Regions from separate parts of the Mus musculus genome. Here region 1 is linked to region 2. Evidence: chromatin contacts called from public Hi-C data. All regions are on one chromosome and are shown on one strand. Each heading gives the region's core, a stretch centred on a gene start, on an enhancer-like site or on the middle of the called end of the contact. The rest is flanking DNA. Distances are from core to core; before and after follow the strand shown. Region 1 overlaps Dlc1 (deleted in liver cancer 1). Region 2 has its middle 3.7 kb from the start of Gm39165.

Region 1 (2,877 bases), core at 168-2,667, 400 kb before region 2:
TGAGAGGGGTATTTTTATGACCTAACCGAGTAAATACTCAATTTGGAAATATTCAAGGGAGGGTGGTTTGGTCCAGAAGAGCTGGGGGCATCCAGAGTACAGTGAGTGAACTAAATGGGACTCTTTTGAAGAGAGCCTTGTTCTGCACAGGATGGGCCAGTATTGTAAACACAAGTTTCTCATGCCTAACTCCCTTTCCTAGCAACAGGAAGACGGAAATGAGGCCATGCAAAAAAAAAAAAAAAAAAAAAAAAAAAAGAGTCCTAAAGGGCTCCAGACAATACTTGATCCACCCTGTACAGCCAGAGGACCTGCAGAAGTAAAAATAACCTCAGATGTTTCTGCTTCCTCCCTGGATATTACCAAACCAGTGCAGACCTGACGTCTCCATGCTGTACAGAGAGCGTCAGAACCCAACCTGGCCCAGGTACCCCAGGCTCCAGGCGCGCCAGACAAAGCAGGAGAAAAGGGGAAAGGTGGCTGTCACGTTTAACAATTCTACAGGCCAGTGATAATGTGCGCTAAGAGACAATGGCCAAGAATGATTCTAGTCTCTAAGCATAGCTGTCTCTTAGTCTTTTTTTTTTTTTTTTAATCATGGCCCATCTGTAAAAAGTTCCCTCCTGTGTAGTCAAGGTCAAGTTAGAATGCCCAGTTTATGAAGAGTTAATATCAGCCCTGACCTGAAAAACACAAGCCCACGTTCTTCCTCGGGCTGTGGACTGAGAAGGAAAACGGGTTTTGGAACAGATCTGTCTTTTTCACAGCTGTCTCTATTTCTGACTTTGGCCATTTCCGGTGGAGGAATGCAGAGTTAAGTATGAGTAGGCTTTGAAGGGAGACCACGCAGGAGGGTTACAATTTGTTTTATAGGTACACGTTACGGCTTTGAATGTGTGAGATCAGTAGTGGGTCTTTTTTATTTTCAGTCTCAAATTACACTGGCCCTCTTTTATCCTTAGGGAATAAGTTTCAAGCTCCCAGGGCATTCCTGAAACCATACGCAGTGCCCATCCTTGTGTGTACCTTGGTTTGGTTTGGTTTGGTTTGGTTTGGTTTGGTTTGGTTTGGTTTGGTTTGGTTTTTTTTCTTCTTGAATACATTCCTACAATCAAATCCGTAGATTAGACAAAGAGTCACAATAGAAACAATACCATAGAAACAATTGTAACAATTAGCCATCAGAGGTTACTGGGGACTTACAAATAGTTTATTTCTGGAGCGTCTTCATCTCATAATTTCATTTCTTTCTGTTGAGGTTGAGCTGGGGTGGGAGGGGGGGCCTGCTCTAGGGGGACACTCAGTTGATGTGGAAAGGGTAGATTTCCAGCTGGGGAGGTCTGTCTTGTCTGTCAGCCTGCCCTGTCTGTCAACACTTCTCCCTTAGGTGGCCCCATTGTGGGGGATTATGATGAGCCATGATAAGGGTGGAGAGACTTCCCGGGGACAGTTAATCATCGCATGATTCCGCCTAGACCTTCTTTGTACTAGGTTTTTTTTTTTTTCTTGCTTGCTATCCTAAGTAGTGGCAGACGGGAAGACAACTCTGCATGTTACAGAGCCTCACTCACAGTCAAGAGTCACGCTTTTCTAGAATGTTCTGACAGAGTCTTGCAAAGACTGCTGTTTCCTGGGGGTATCTGTGTAATGTGATTGCAGCCTAGCAGATAGAGAGACAAGAGCGTCTGTCCTTACCGTCTGTGAGAGTCTCAGAATACCACATCTACAAAGTCAGACCTCCACTGGGCTGGACTAAGCAGTGCCTTCTCCAGTGAGGGTGTTGGGAGGTTGGTTTCTGAGAGAAGTGTCTGTGTTAGAGATCAATGGAAATAGTTGCCTGGCATCTTGCAAAATTTCTTCCTGCTAAGAAGGAAGGCTTTTGGGTGCTGCGGGTAAACTTTGTAAGCCAAACCAACACAATGGGAAGGTTTCTCTTCATCACCCCTGACCCCAGGTTTAGTTCTGTTAGCAGATGTAGGTTTTTATGACACTGAGTACTTTTTTTCTCCATGCCTAACTCTACTCGGTGGCCTTTTCAAGTCGGCTTCTCCACTAGTGGAGGACAAATCCAAAGCTAACGGAACCCTAAGCTCTGGTGAGCTGGGCCCTCAGTTGTCTGTGACACCACCCACATTTTGATCTCTTACCCACCCCGCCTCTAAGTGTCCTGCGGAGCGAACTGGAAGTCACTTCCTGATTCCTGTCACAGAGGCGCCTTCCTTCTCCTGTAGGAGTCTCCAAAGGATGTCTGAGGGACAAAAGGCTCCCACACCCTGAGGTTGAGGCACTCCCAGGCTCCCCATACTTAGAAAGCCAGTGAGGAAAACGGCCTTTGGAGTGAAATGGTCTGTGACCCAGGTATGGCTCTGCCCTACAGCCGCACTTTGTCACACTCAGGTGACAGAACCGGAATATTTTCTCCAATCTGGGTAAAATAGAGGCCTCATAGGACAGCCAATGTCCACTGAATTCCCCGTTTCAAACCAAGCTATAATGATATGGAAAGGGGATTTTGTGTGATGCGAGTGCATCTGTCAAAGTCACCCCAAGGGAAATTCCAGAACTTTGCAAAGGCATCCTTGAAAAGCCTGTCCCCTGCTGAGAGGCAGCTGGGACAGAAGTTCCATGTCCAAGGTCACAGTCAATGGGATAGCATTGTGGACCCCTTCCTGCTGGTGTGTGTAAACAGACTGGGAAGGTCCCCAAATGGGAACCTTTATGTATTTATAGGGATCAACGTGAGTTAACATTCAACTATCAAATTGTGTGTACTTCAGGTGCTGGGGTCCTAAGCAATTTTAAAGAAAATGATTTCTTAATCCATCTGGAAGATGGGAATATGCTTTTTATATTTTGAAGTATATTTATATATATTAA
Region 2 (3,106 bases), core at 212-2,711:
GACTATTTACCGTGAGCATCTTTTTATGCTTATCTGTTTTTTAAAATACTTGCTCAAATCTTGCTCGTGGACGTCACTTGTTTTCTGAGAATTCTTTAAATATCCCAGAGAACTCCTTCGTCAAGGGGACATATTTAAAGTTCTGGTGAAGTCTCATTTCCCTCTCTGTCTGTCTCTGACTCCCTCTCCTTATATAGACTGCTTTTCATACCACATCTAAGAAAATTTTGCTTTCTCCCAGGGTTTCGAAGAGTTTTCTGTTTTCTTCTAAAAGTTGGGTAGTTTTAGCTTTTACCTTGAAGTTGGTGATTTATTTTAAGGTAGTGTTTATGTGTGAGAGGGAAGTGTGTGCATGTGTGTTTCTTGTATGTGGATGTCTTCTCCAGTTTACTGCTAATAATACACTACCACAGTATAGATAAAGCCTATTCTTTAGTTGTTATTGTTTTTCTTTGTACGTGTGTGTGTGTGTGTGTGTGTTGCATGCGTGCATGCATGTGCTCCGTGGGTCCACATGACTATCCTGACTCATGTCCCCAGGATTGCCAAGCAAGGACTCTTACCCAACTTAACCATTTCTCTATCCCCTGGGTAAACTTATTTTGGCTCCTACTCTGCCCTGTGGTTGAGGGGCTATGTCAGAAGGCATCGTCACATGGCAGGAGATGGGGAGTGTAGGAGAGATGCAGCCAAACAAGCTTCCACAACAGACCCACCCTAGATAACCCATTGGACCACCACTTTTCAGTCACATAAACAGACTCCCCCACGGATGAGAGCAGAGCCTCAGGCACCTCGTAAATGGGCCTGCGGATTGCACTTCTGCATTGTCTGATGAGGATGCAATGTCAACACAGGTTTTTTTGGGGGGGTGGGGTAACAAGCTATGTTCAGCCCATAGCCATTAATATCCACGTTCTCTAACACCATTGTGGAGGGGTGGGTCAAGCTTACTGGTGTGTGAGTTGCATATATTCAATTCTTTTGCAGTGTGGTTCTCTAGATGTATACAAACATGTACAGTCATAGAGCCAGCTTTAATGTCAAGATGCTGATGATAATGTTCCATCAGCCGCCCCCCCCCAGTCTCTTTTGAATTTTTTCCCTATCCTTTCCATACCTGGGAATACTGATGTTTCCTGTGCTTCTATGTCTATGCCTCATGCAGAAGGCTACTACAAATAGAAGAACTCTGAGCCACTGGTGAGAGTGGAAGCATTGCTAAGTGTGGAGCCGTTGCTGAGTATAGAATCTTTGGTGAGTGTAGAACCGTTGCTGGGTGTGGAAGTATTGGTGAGTATTAGAACCCTTGCTGGGTGTAGCCCTCTCCTCCCATTTCTTCCACACTAAGCACTTGAGATCCATCCAAGGTGGTGTATTTAACAGTAACTCATCTGCTTGTTTCTGAGTAATATCCTGTTATGTAAAGATACCATATTTGTTCATCCATTCTCTACTTGAAGGGCATTTGGGCTATTTTTAGTGTCTGGCTTTGCTGACTAAAGCAGCTTGCTATAGATTGAGCTGTCTATAATGCAAAATTTCTATGTTGCACTCTTAATCCTGAGCATCTGAGAATGGAAACCTATACAGAAGTGGGATCTTTCCGGGTATAACTAATTAAGTTAAAATGAGGTCCTAGTGAAAAAAGGAGTCCTTAACAGTATTGTTATTGCATACATGGAGAGAAGAGAGGCCACCAAAAGGCAAGAGCAGGCAAAGACACAACAAGCCCTGTGACCATAGAGGCAGGGGATGAACTCTGCAAGTCCAAGAATGATAGGGCTACCAAAAGCTGAAAGAGACTCCAAAGGATCATTCCCTAGAGAGAGAGAGGAGAGAGAGAGAGAGAGGAGAGAGAGAGAGAGAGAGAGAGAGAGAGAGAGAGAGAGAGAGAGAGAGAGCAAGTGAGCACACCTTTGGATTTGTAGACTTAATCTATGGGGGAATGATTCTGTTTGCAACTGGAGGGATGCAGTGAGACTGGAGGGATGCACTGTGACTGTGTGTTGAAGTTGAGAGTGTGTACCTGAAGTTGGGGGATTTTTCTGGTACAGATGTTGCCCAGACAAGAAGAGTGTTGATCCCAGGATGAAGCTTCACCATAGACAGAGAACCATCGTGCATTTGACCCCAGAGATCTTCCCACAAGTCTATTCAGAGGAGCTGCGAGCTGAGACATATGCACGGGTAACCTACCTTCTTACTCCAGGTCAGAGTATCTGAAAAATGCTGGTAACTCACACGCACAGGAGTGAGTTAGGCAATGCCCCCACAGTCACCGTCCACCTGATTCTTACACCATTGGCAACCTCTGAATTTTTTCTTTTTTTTCCATTTTTTATTAGATATTTAGCTCATTTACATTTCCAATGCTAAACCAAAAGTCCCCCATACCCACCCCCACCCACTCCCCTACCCACCCACTCCCCCTTTTTGGCCCTGGCATTCCCCTGTACTGGGGCATATGAGCAGATTTTACAGGGCAATCAAAGTTCTGTAAAGTCAAAAGTTGCCCATGCATTTATTAGGCTAATGCAATCTGGTTGTTAATTTATTGGGATTCTTATGCAAGCTCTGGAGCTTATTTTTGGCAATAGCTGAAGATTAGAATTGGAAACTTGTTAAAAACCTCAGATCCTTCCAATGAGCTAGCCCCATTTTAAAGTTTAGATCTTTGGTTCTCCAAACTACTTGCTAGGACCAACTCTGTGTTCCACACTGACACAGCTATTCGGCTGCTAACACCATCTCTTAGACACTTAGTTCTGTAGGAAAATAGATGTATTACAGAAATGGTATCAAAATTCCATGAGCTGACATACTAGCTAGAAAGCAGTGGGAACTTTGAAAGTTTATAAGTAGGACTGACAAGAAGAAGGAAGACCAAAGTGTGGATGCTTCAGTCCTTCTTAGAAGGGGGAGCAAAACACCCATGGGAAGAGATATAGAGACAAAGTGTGGAGTAGGGACTGAAGGAAAGGCCATCCGGAGACTGCCTCACCTGGGGATCCATCCACTATACAGTCACCAAACCCAGACACTAGTGTGGATGCTAAAAGGTGCTTGCTGACAGGAGCCTGATATAGCTGTCTTCTGAGAGGCT

What was found. A called contact is a pair of places that touch in the nucleus more often than the background predicts.
Region 1: a Hi-C map of the G1E-ER4 cell line shows a contact between it and region 2, with 2.4 times the contacts expected there. The contact joins two enhancer-like sites. A contact is called at or near these places in 3 of 484 Hi-C or Micro-C datasets (the G1E-ER4 cell line and cortical neurons), 7 of 115 datasets of contacts at active chromatin or transcription factors (astrocytes, embryonic stem cells, extraembryonic endoderm stem cells and 2 more) and 1 of 9 other capture datasets (embryonic stem cells).

The regions. Positions count from the first base shown.
Region 1 is chr8:36,608,076-36,610,952 of GRCm38.p6, reverse strand. The region is part of intron 5 of Dlc1 (deleted in liver cancer 1); the gene reads left to right. Among named protein-coding and RNA genes, the nearest start is that of Trmt9b, 150 kb to the right of the region's middle. Within about 2 kb of position 1,417, at least 42 of the 459 cell types and tissues checked have an H3K27ac peak or open chromatin away from gene starts, as enhancers often do. A contact at or near this core is called in the G1E-ER4 cell line, where this site is marked.
Region 2 is chr8:36,203,431-36,206,536 of GRCm38.p6, reverse strand. No RefSeq gene overlaps it. Among named protein-coding and RNA genes, the nearest start is that of Gm39165, 3.7 kb to the left of the region's middle. Within about 2 kb of position 1,461, at least 2 of the 459 cell types and tissues checked have an H3K27ac peak or open chromatin away from gene starts, as enhancers often do. A contact at or near this core is called in the G1E-ER4 cell line, where this site is marked.